Linked DNA regions of Triticum aestivum: region 1 is linked to region 2. The links are chromatin contacts, called in public Hi-C maps. All regions are on one chromosome and are shown on one strand. Each heading gives the region's core, a stretch centred on a gene start, on an enhancer-like site or on the middle of the called end of the contact. The rest is flanking DNA. Distances are from core to core; before and after follow the strand shown.

Region 1 (5,833 bases), core at 1,475-3,974, 610 kb before region 2:
CCATTCCGAGTTCTTCCTCAAGACGCCCACCCTCGACGGCGTTCTCGCAACAAGAGTTCTCACGTGTGTTTCAGTTTGCCTCTGGCATTCTCGCGACAATCTGTACTAGCTGCCATCTGTATTGATTTCAGTTTTTTTTAAAGACGATCTGTATTGATTTTGATACGTTTCCTTTTATTGGCGGATGCATGACCTGTTTCCTATGTATGTATAGGTACACTTCTATGTTTTCAAAGTTGGCTGGCACAGAGCAAATTCATCAACTAATGCCATCTTCCAGTCATTCTTTTTTTATCTGAATCACTCGCTGTAATTTGTAGTACCTGGAAATTTACTTGTGGCAGTCTGAAGCTTTATTTTAGTAATATACTTGGAGAATTCCAAATTGATTTTGAGAGCAGACCATGTTGATAAACTATAGCACTTCGTCTTGTGGTTCCTACTCAGACCCCCTCTGTTGACCTGCTTCCTTTATACTAATCTAATCAGGGATTGAAGGTTGTCAACAAACTATGGAAGGAGGAAGGGACATCTTGATCGCAAGTGACTAACTGGAAGCAACCGAGGGAGGTAAGATGCATGCATATTCAACTTGCTGGTTTTCCAAGTTTAGGACTGTGTTTACTGAATAATTAAGTTCTTGTGACAGGGAAGTATGCATCCTGAATGGCATAGACTCTTGGCTTCATGAAATGACCCATGTCTATGATTCAAGGTATCTTAGATCTTCGATGTCGGATGCAAATAATTGCTCAATTTCACTTCTCTGCAATGTTCATTCTCACATATTTCTATCATTCTTTGCAGGGATAAAGTAAAGAAAAAGAAGAAAAGATTACTAGAAGATTAGTTTTAGAATTTTCTTTTATTTCCTTGTAATTTTTCTTTTATTGGATACTTGTAAAGACATTGTAATATTCTTACTATAATAAAAATTATGATTCTATTTCATTTTTTGTTTTTAAATTATTTTTCCTTATAGGTTGTTTTCTGTAAATTTGGATTTTTTTTGTTTTCCAAATACATTACTAGTGGCGCATTTCAGCCCTTATTAGTGGCGCACCTTCCTTTATTACTAGTGGTGCACCTATAAGGCTATTAGTGGGGCACCTAGAGGGAATACTAGCGGAGCATCTAAGGGTTAGTAGTGGCGCACCAGAGGTGCGCCATTACTATCTGTTACTAGTGGCGTGTTAATAGTGGCGCACCTATAGTGCGCCATTACTAACGAAAATAGGTGCGCCACTAATAGGGTTTTTTCTAGTAGTGCATAATATAAGAACGTTTTTGACACTACACTAGTGTAAGTACATGCTAATTTGTTCATGAATAAAAGTATATGTAGTATTAAACACTATCGCATATGCCCATCAAACCATGATAATAACGCAATCGTGGATTTGTGGTTACTTCAGGAATAGGTGTCTTACCACAATACCACATCAAACACCAGTACATATTATCCTTACCCTCCACGTTAGCCTTTTGTATTTCATAATCACCGAGTACACCAAAAAAAAAATGAAGTGTTCTCATACTAGAGCACATACCTGTTCAACAGTACCTGGTCCGATTAAAACAGGAGAAACTCCTGCAGCCTCCATTGCCTCCTGGATATGGGTGTTAAGCCCAAATATTAAGATTAGAATACAAAAAAGGACGGTTTACAAAAGGTATACACCGAATTCAGGAGCTACATAAACTAATGAAACTGAACGCATCACGTTGACTTTTGCAAGCATTAACTAACTTAGGAAGGCCATGCTATGCCGAATTACCGAAACATCTGGGCAGCCAACAGACATTCAGCAGGTGTTAGTATGTTGCCCATGGCCTCTGAAACAGAGAGTTTCCTTTTTGTTCAAGGGACCTTGGCAAATGGCAAGCAGCAGAATGTATAGCTTTGAGCAATTGACGGCATTTCGTATGCTCCTCTATCATTAGTGCTACTGCTAATTAACAGAGTAAGGAATCAATGAGACATCGAATTAACCTGCTTAGCCGCCAGAAGGTCGGCCCTCTTTCGGCATAGCACACACCTGCAAACAACCAGCACCAACCATCTCAGCTACACAAAATAATCACCGTAGCTCGTCAAATTATCCTGACATGACAGTGAAATCCACCCGAAATGGCGGGCGAACGCAACCACGGCCTTCCTATCCTTCCACAGATCAGCGACGGGCAGCGCCTTCCCGTTCAGGTCGAACACCTCCACCCCCTGCAGCGACCTCACGAGCCCCTCCGCCGGCGCCGCAGCAGCCTCCGCGGCGCTCCCTGCGAATCGCGCCGATCATGTTAAGCGCGCGTGCGTGTGGCTTTGACAGATCGAGCTGAGCAGCATCACCGAAGCGACCAGTGTGAGCGACGGAGGACGCCGGATACCTATGGCTCCGGGCTTGGTGGCCGCAGCGGCAGGGTGAAGGTGGCGCAGCCGTTGCTGCTGGTTGGTGAGGGAGCCGGGCCGGCAGTTCGCGCGGCAGAGGCTCGGCCCGGTCGCGGCCGGGGTGAAAAGCGGTGCGGCCAGTCGCGGGCCGGCGGTCGCGTGCGGCACGGTGAGCAGCGCGTGCGCGGGCATGTTGGTGGGCGCCGGTGGCGAGTGGAGTTTGGGTGGTGACCAACGGGCGGTTGTGCGGCTGTCACTGGCCCGAGAGCTAGCCTTGGAACCGGAGCTGGAAGAAGAGGGCGCGGCGCTGCTGCGGGACGCCGGCCCGCCACGTCTTGTGCTGCGGCACACACAACGAGTGGTGGCCCGCACGTCAGCGACCGCGGAAATAAAGAGTCCGGAACTCTTATTTTGTTGCGAGAAAAAGAGTTCACAATTCGCCACGCCACGTCACGTCGCGTTCTCTGACGGCATGAGGGGCTTCCTCTCCGCTCTCGCTCTCGCTCGCGCGGCGGCGCGGACGCGGGCGGAGCTCCAGGGCACGCGCGGCCGCCGACTGTCCCACTGCGCCGCGGCGCCGGCGAGGCCTTCCTTCGGCATCGCCTTCGACATCGACGGGGTCATCCTGCGCGGCCGTAGCCCTATCGGGGGCTCGCCGCAGGCCATCCGACGCCTCTACTCCGACGATGGTAATCCCGTGCTTCTCGGACTCTACTGCATTTGGTTGAATTAGCTTGTAAGACTCTAGAAGGGAGTGTTTCGCCCGTACTTGTGCCGGCGGATTGGCGACGTGTGCCACGTGCCTTTGCGTTATTTCATCAAACAGGTCATAGGCATTAGATTTGTGTTTGGCGTGGTGTTCATGCGGACCATGTCAATTTGATTACAGATCATCGATTCTTGAGCTGTGCACCTGTGTTTGTAAACAGACGACTTTTAGAGAACATGTAGTAAAGTTAGTACAAAGTTGAGACACTTATTTTGGGACGGAGGGAGTATAACTTAATACATAAAACATATTTAGGTTGCTCAGGTGGAAATAACTCCAGTAGATCTTCAAAATATACTTCATAGCAACATGATTTTCTAATTTTCTTACTAACATATTCATACTGGAAGTAAATGGTCAAAACTGCAGGGAGGTAGTAATAGATTGGTGAACTCTTAGGCTGCATCAGTATGTTGTTTTTTAATATACATGCTGGCAATATAACCATGTGTTATTTAGTAGCTTGTGTATCATCATTTGTTGCCTCTTTTTCAGGTACCCTGAAGATTCCTTTTCTGTTCTTAACCAATGGTGAGTAGTTTACTATGTCCTATAGCACATTCTATTTATCTCCAATGGCCGCAAATTAATTTCTATACAGAGTGATGGATTGCTTCCGTTGTTTAGACCAAAACGAGCCGGATGTTGGCTTAACTCTTATAATGAGCTTGATATCTTCCTGTACTACAACAAAACCAGTTGCATGCGTGATGTTTTTCAATATATGCCACTATATTGTAGCCAGTGGCGGCAGTGTGTCGCAATCCTGTGGGGTCACATACGCAATTATTTATGAAAGTTACACCATTCGTAGTGTTAACTCCGCCTATGTCTTCTAGGCATAGCCGGTCCCAAGCCCGGGTAAAGGAGGAGGGTTGTGATAGGCTTGGCGAGCCAACGTAAAAACTAGCCAGTCCCATAGGTATGAAACCGATTTGAGCGAGAGTAGTACTAGGATGGGTGACCTCCTGGGAAGTCCTTGTGAAAGAGTTTCATATCTAAGGGTTGTGATAGGCTTGGCGAGCCAACGTAAAAACTAGCCAGTCTTTTGGGTATGAAACCCATTTGCGCGAGAGTAGTACTAGGATGGGTGACCTCCTGGGAAGTCCTCGTGAAAGGGTTTCATATCTAGCCTACCCCAACTTGTTTGGGATCAAAGGCTTCGTAAGTAAGTAAGTACACCATTCGTAGTGTTAATTTCATGAAATTTCACTAGCATAATGTGGTTTTAAAAAAACATCCCTAACATGGCACCATCTGTATTATCATCTTAACTCACATGGATTCAGCCTTATAAAGATTGAAATGCCGAGGTTGACCTGTGTATTTTGCTTAGACAAGAATAATGCTGAACAATCTGGATAATTAAGAGGAAAAATGTTTTCTATAAGAAGAATGGTTTTTACAATGTTGAACAGTTAGTTTTTCATACCCATCCTATGTTTAATGGTTTGTACTTTTTACAGTGAGGCACCGTGATGCTTACCAGTTCTCAGTTATATTACTGAATCTCTTTATTGATGTTATTAAGATTTTTCAATTTGTTGGCAGGAGGTGGTGTTCCAGAGCATAAACGAGCCCTAGAATTAAGTGACCTTTTGGGAGTTAACATCTCTCCAGCACAGGTATTTACACTATCATCATGGCTCATTAGTCATTGCTTATGAACAGTCATACACAACAGCAGACTTTTAACTAACAACTAACACAACAGAGTTTAATGAAAAAGAATATTGCATCTATTTCTATGTTAATTTCTGCAAATTTTTGTGATGATGATGCAGGTTGTGCATGGCCATTCTCCTTACGGAGATCTGGTGAAGCGGTAATGACATTGAAGTACATAAGTAGTCTTTATAAGTTCTGTTCTATAGATAATGTTTGTGATTTTCACCCATGATTTTTTATTCCTGAACGGAATATACAACATTTTCCTGTTACTACAGTTTTGAAGATGATCTTATCGTTGCTGTTGGAAAAGGAGAGCCTGCATCAGTGATGGCCGAGTATGGGTTTAGGTAATCCTTAATGTTGCTTTTAGGCTATTACGACCGTAGGTGAATTATGTTGTGTGTATTTCTCATGAATTGTCTGTTATGTGCAGAAAGGTTCTGTCCATAGATGACTATTCATCACATTTTAAGGAAATTGACCCCCTAGCTCCTTTCAAGAAATGGAAAGTGGGACAACCAGACTGTAAAGACTTTATGTCTGAGAAAATGCATCCACCATATGATGTTTACCAGGAGAGAGTTAAAGGAGTGTTTGTTGTCAGTGACCCTGTTGATTGGGTAGAGATCTACAGGTAGTCTACTGTATGTTCCATTATTGTAAAATCTTGAGCAATTTTTTTTCAATCTTCCTTGTAACTGCGTGAGTTGTAAACATCCTCTTCTATAGACATGTATGCAAAGTGCCATGTTTATGTTTTTCAGTTGGTTGGCATGCATAAGTTAAATTGTTTGTTAATTATATCTTAAAGGTACTTTGTGACATCTTGTCAACTGGTGGACTTCCTGGAAATGGAAAAGGAGATCAACCTCCTTTATATTTTTCGGCTGATGATCTTGAATATCAGGTATGAGGGGTTCGTATTGTATAGCACGCTTTTAAAAAGTCATATTTCTGAACAGAGGAAGTATCAAATCTTAATCTATAGTTTGGTGTCATGATAGAAA
Region 2 (6,345 bases), core at 693-3,192:
TGTTACCCCTCCTGTCATAGAGTGAGGACACCGCAAGATTGAACTTATTAGAAAGCACCTCTCCCCCTGAAGATAAATCAATCTAGTTGGCCAAACCAAACGGATGGATCGGAGAGAAATGCAAAGCTATAACAATTACACATAATAAAGTTAAAAAAAGACCCAATTATTTTCAATGAATAATTTGATCATAAACTCACAATTCATCGAATTGCAACAAACGCACCGCAAAAGAAGATTGCATCGAATAGAACTCCAAGGAGAACATTGCATTGAAGATCAGAGAGAGAGATAGAGAGATATATATATATATAGAGAGAGAGATCTAGATAATCACTATGGACCCATAGGTCCTGTGGGAACTACTCACACATCATCGGAGGTGCAGTAAAGTTGATGTAGAAGCCCTCCGTGATCGATTTCCCCTCCAGTAGAGTACCGGAAAAGACCTCCAGATGGGATCGCGGAAAAACAAAGATTTGTGACAGCGGAAAAGTTGTTTCGTTGGTGCTTCTAGGGGTTTTCCAATATTCGGGAATTTATAACACTGGAATTAGGTCATATGGAGCCACGAGCAGCCCGTAGGATAACAGTGCACCCTGTTGTCTTGCCGTCTCAATGTTTCTCTTCTGGACTCCCTCGAAACTTCCAGGGTCTCTTATGTTCCAAAAATATCTCAAATGTTTCGTCGTGTTTGGACTTCGTTTGGTATGGATTTTCTGTAAAGTTAAAAACAAGTAGAAAACAACAACTCACACTAGGCACTAGGTTAATAGGTTAATTCCCAAAAATAATATAAAATAATATAAAATATACAAGATTGGTAATATAATATCATGAAACAATAAAAAATATAAATATGTTAAAGGCATATGAGGTCACTACTTATAGATTGTTTCTACGAGGGAATCACTACTTATAGATTAACAATTTACTATAAATGAAACTTAGCACAACACAACTAAATAACCGTAAACTAAGCCTCCGTCCCAAAACAAGTCTAGTGGTTATAGTCAAAAGATTTAAATTGAAACCACGACACTTATTTTAAAACCGACGGGTAATAGAAAAGCAAGCTCAAAAGTGTGCGGCTCAGATTGATTAAGAAATAGCTTATTTTAGAAACAAGGAAAACATGCTTTTTTATGTATAAAAAAAAGGCGATTGGATGAGGTCTCAAAACGTGTGGATGAGACGAAGCGTTCCTGTTTTGAGCCAAAAAAACCGAAGCCAGAAAAGGTAAAACCGTACTCTAGTCCACAGATCACTCTCCAGCCTCCAATCCCATCCCTTTCCTTACCACAAAAAGAAAAAACAAAACCAGCCGTGCCTAAACGCCGTGAAGACGTGACAAAGCTACGCCGTGACGATCTTTCCTGCGGCGCACCTCGCGAGCCCACTGTCAACTACAGTAGCCGCCAACCCGACCTACCGAAGTGCGTCGCCCGAGCCCACCCGGCAGCGCCCCGGCCGCGGCGGAGCCCCACGCCACGCTCCACGTGTCGGGGCTCCCCGGGGCGGATCTGACGGGCCGATGGAGCGCGCGGCTTTAGGCTGGTCATAGTGGGGAGTAATTTAGACTAGTAACATACATATGTTACTAGTCTATATTACTACCTTCATAGTGGGTAGTGTCATAAGTGTGGTAACATAGTTGCCTTCATTTATTATTTTGTAGACTCATTATGCATTGGAAACCGCTATGTGATGGTAACATATTATGTTACTCTATTTGCCTCTCTCCTCATTAACTATTTGCCACATCATCATTTTTGCTTATGTGGCATCTATGTTACTACCTATGTTACTCCCACTATGACCAGCCTTAGATTTCGTCGGATCCCGGCGGGTCGCGGGGCCCACCCGCTCCCTCCGGCCCTCCCCGTCTCCACTTGCTCCACGTCAGGGTCACCCCGTTATCTATTTCCCCCCTCTCCTCTCCCCCTCCTTCCTTCAGCAACACCACTTCTCCTCTCCCCCCAGACAGAGCCCAGGCTCAGTTTTACCTCTCGGCCGGTGGTCCTCGTAACACCCCGCCGCGTCGTGGGAAACATCCACGGCTACTTCCACGCGCGGGTCAAAGCTCGCGCGCCCACGCCCATGCCGCCACCGCCCGCGCCTCGACCCCCCACGGTGCGCGCCCTCTCGCCCTTCCCTCTGGCAACGCGAGCGCTCGTCTCTGCCCACCTTTTTGGGGGTTCGCTTTAGCTGATTTTGGGGCGGGGGTTTCACGACCTCCGAATCCGGTGGATCTCGGCCGCCCGCCGCCGGAATCCGGCACAGGTGGAGCGCCGTGAGGCGCTTTTTCAGAGATGCCTCGTCGGGGTTGAGTCGCGGTGGGAGTTTGACGCTTGGTTTACCTGTCTGGTCCTGTTGAAAGCTCGAGTACTGCTGATGCAGTCTAATTTCATCTCATCACCAAGACTATTTCCTCAGTCTTTTAAGCTCCTATAATCTCTAAATTGCGCTCATCTTTGCTATAGTAACTAGTAAGTACCAATTTTGTACGATAAATCCGTTCTCCAAACATTGGCATCGCGCGCCGACCCTTACCAATTTCGTACGGTGTGCGTGTCAATTGCCGACGAACTGCCCATAATTCGAAGCATTTCTCATGCTCGTGATAGATTCGACCTTGATCCATGCGTGCTTGTTGCAGATTCCACTAGTTGGATGCAGCATGCCCATATCTGAACCCAGCATAGGGCATGCTCCGTCGTTTGTCAACCGTCTCTAGTTGCAAACGCCACGGATCCAGCTGATGGTGAGCGCCGGTCAAGCTGGCGCGGACGGACCTTCCACCAGTGATATTAGGGGAACTGGAAACGGCGCCTTAGAGAATGGCCATGCCCTCAAGGCAAACGAGGACAAGGAATGGAGGGGCGGCAGCAAGGAAGAGGACTGGCCCAGCACGCACAGTGCGCCGCCAGGCTTGGACGAGCACAAGCAGCAGCAAGGCCGGGTCATCCGCTGGGAGAAGTTCCTGCCGGTGGAGACACTAAGGGCCTCTTTGATTCGCAGGATTGTCAAAATGAAGGAATAGGAAAAATTCGGGAATAGGATGGCATGTCCCATAGTATCCTACAGAATTTGAAAGAATGTTTGATAGCGCAGGAGAAACAAAGGAATTCTACAAAGAGGTTTGAGTGGATGTAAATTTTCCTCCAAAATGTAGTACAAATGGATCCTATGAAAAAATTCCTAAGGATGTCAATCCTACGAATCAAACGAGCATCACAGAAAAAATTCCTAAGGGTTCAAATCCTTCAAAAATCCTATGCAATTCCTTTGAATCAAAGGAGCCCTAAGGGTCTTGCTGGTGGAGAACGATGACTGTACCCGACATGTTGTCCGTGCTCTGCTCCGTAAGTGTGGCTATGAAGGTAATGCCCTGCAAATTTAAACTCTAGTTTCAAGTAAATTATTAAATTCGATTTTGATCTTTTGTAGTTTGTAGGTCTGTTAGAGGCCAGAGTGTTCATGTTGTTGTATTTTGTTCTCTCTCTTTCGGTTTTAGATTTCACTTCGAGTTGATTTTGAACTGATAGTGCGACCATACATCTATCACAACATTTATACAGGGATACTGAGGCTGGAGGTTATCCTCCTTTTCCAAAAAAAAAAAGAACAAGGGGATACTGGAATTGCTTACTGTGGAAAAGGGGGAACTGAAATTGCTTGTTGTGAAAAAGAGTGCATCGCGCATGCTAAAATAAGAGCAATGATTTTGATGGCACATCCTAATTGATCATAGCTAAAGACACCATGATGCCGACCTGTATTTAGAATATGAGATCTTCATTCAATTCCCCAGTCAGCAATTAGTTGATCTGGCTATTAGTTTTACTTCAGTGGAAGAAGGTGCTTGATGGTGAATGCTCCTGTCTTGGTGCATCAGTTGATGGGCATGGTCAATCTTGATCAGTCAGCATAGTTTTGTTAACTGTTAACATGGATGAATGTATAAATGGCCAGGAACTTTGTTAAAAAGATGCCAAGGTGAGCACCAACACCGAGAAAGAAAAGTCAAATAGCCAACTTACATTTGGTCTTGCTGCTAATTGAAATCAGTGCAACTGAAGTGATTTTACAAGGCCTTACTTATCCCCACTCTCACGAGCTAGCTGAAGCTAGGAACTTTGCAAACTTGAGCCTAGTTATCTTTGAGTAGTTTCTTGCACTAAATTGGGTAACGGTTTTGCTAGGTCTCAGTCGACTGAGACTTGGTTATATCTCAGTCGATGCTATATTTGTTTGATCTTGCATGGAGATCTGTGCAAAAAATTTCTTTTTAGTTTATTCCTTTTTCTTCCTATATACTACTACCTCCGTTTCTAAATATAAGTCTTTTTCTTCCTATGTAGACATATTTTAGAGTGTAGATTCACCCATTTTGCTCCATATGTAGCCGTATTGGAATCTCTAAAAGGACTTATATTTAGGAACGGAGGGAGTATGTCACTTGACTGAAACTTGGTTAAGTCTTAGTCGAGTGAGACCTAGCCACACCCATATTGGGTAAATACAAACTTTATTCAAGTGTCATGGATCTTCCTAATGTAAATTGTATGTTTGATGTGTTTGTTAATTTGTTCAGTACATTATGTTATCTCCTATTAGAATTATGCCTTTCCTTTTATATTCAAAGGTGAAAGCTAAATCAATATTGCTTTTCTTTGAAACTGTTTCAATTACGTCAGTCCATTGATTGTAAAATGCATATCTTTCCTTTGTAGTTATCGCTGCTGAGAATGGATTGCATGCATGGCAATATCTTGAAGATGTGCAAAACCGTATTGACCTTGTATTAACTGAGGTCGCCATGCCTTGTCTATCTGGAATTGGTCTACTCAGTAAGATCACGAGTCACAGTATTTGCAAGGGCATTCCTGTGATCAGTAAGTAGCTTTCCTGCTCAACCACATTGCTCCAACAGATTAATACGCTTATTTTGGTCCTTGTTAATTTTTTAGTTTAAATATTCTTAGCTTCTAAAGCTTATGTTGTTTCCGTGCAGTGATGTCTAAGAATGACTCGATGAGTACAGTCTTTAGGTGTCTATCAAAGGGAGCAGTTGACTTCTTAGTGAAGCCGATACGGAAGAATGAACTTAAGACCCTTTGGCAGCATATATGGAGGCGATGCCACAGTGTAAGTTGCTTGTTGTTGGTCTAGCTTATTTCATGTCGGAAAACCAAGCCCAAAAGTCACGAGGGCATAGTTTCTTTGACCTACCTATTTATCTTCTCTGATTATCACTCTGGAATTTGCCTTTTTCTGAATCTAGTCCAGTGGAAGTGAAAGTGGCATCCATACACAAAAATGTTCCAAGCCGAGGGCTGGTGATGAATATGAGAACAACAGTGGCGGCAGTCATGATGATGATGACGATGACGATGATGATGCTGATGACGACTTTAGTGTTGGGCCCAATGCTAGGGATGGCAGTGATAATGGCAGTGGCACTCAGGTACGTCGGTTACTTAAAATTGGAAGGTACTTCTTACTCATCAGAAGATTGCGATAGATGTAATATAAAGGGTATTAGTTGAATACTACTCAGAACAAATGTTTGACTCTTCCAAAATTAATAGGATTAATACCTCTGCTGGTTGAAAAGCTATGTGTTAAGTACAAGTTTTTCGTGCACATACTTTGTACTTCCTAGTAATTCACCCCAGATCAGATCCTAGACCGATTCACCGTGGGCATTTTAGACCTTCTAACGTCTCACCCTGAGTCCACCCTTAGAACTGAGTAACAAAATGATAGCGTTTGTGCTAATGTTTTTTAAGAAATCTCTTCTGGAAATCTATTCTCATGCCACCGATCTATATTAAAATGCAGAGTTCATGGACGAAGCGTGCTGTGGAGATTGATAGCCCACAACTTGTGTCTTCTGATCATCTAGCAGATTCACCTGATAGTACTTGTGCGCAAGTAATTCACCCCAGATCAGAGATAGGCAGCAATAGGTGGTTGCCGACTGCAAATAAAAGGAACATCAATAATCAAAAAGAAAATAATGGTATCTTATGCTAACAGTATCCTTTGTACAAAGTAAATACACCTTTTACTGTCTGTCAACCAACTGCCACTTCTTATGCAGATGACTCCATGGGGAAATACTTAGAAATAGGCGCTCCTAGAAATTCAAGTCTTGGGTATCAATCTTCTCCAAATGAGATGTCTGTTAATCCAACAGAAAAACAGCATGAGAATCTCACATGTCAAAACAAGTCAGTAAACAAAATAGTCATCGACAAACCAACTAGTCAAACTGCTGATTTGATTAGTTCAATAGCCAGAAACACAGAATCGAAACAGGCTGCTAGAATCACTGAT

What was found. Hi-C and Micro-C count contacts between places; a contact is called where the count stands out from the background.
Region 1: a Hi-C map of leaf shows a contact between it and region 2, with 10 times the contacts expected there. The contact joins the promoter of LOC123085532 here to the promoter of LOC123085525 in region 2. A contact is called at or near these places in 2 of 5 Hi-C or Micro-C datasets (both in leaf).

Annotation. Positions count from the first base shown.
Region 1 is chr4A:119,591,829-119,597,661 of IWGSC CS RefSeq v2.1, reverse strand. It overlaps LOC123085532 (thioredoxin-like protein AAED1, chloroplastic), which reads right to left and starts at 2,724. Exons shown (of 9, transcript XM_044507185.1): 1 at 2,386-2,724; 2 at 2,127-2,277; 3 at 1,994-2,039; 4 at 1,551-1,610. The coding sequence starts at 2,578. It also overlaps the pseudogene LOC123085529.
Region 2 is chr4A:118,985,233-118,991,577 of IWGSC CS RefSeq v2.1, reverse strand. LOC123085525 (two-component response regulator-like PRR73) reads left to right here and starts at 1,942. Exons shown (of 8, transcript XM_044507178.1): 1 at 1,942-2,133; 2 at 4,737-4,898; 3 at 5,018-5,151; 4 at 5,288-5,470; 5 at 5,848-6,028; 6 at 6,110-6,345. The coding sequence starts at 4,823.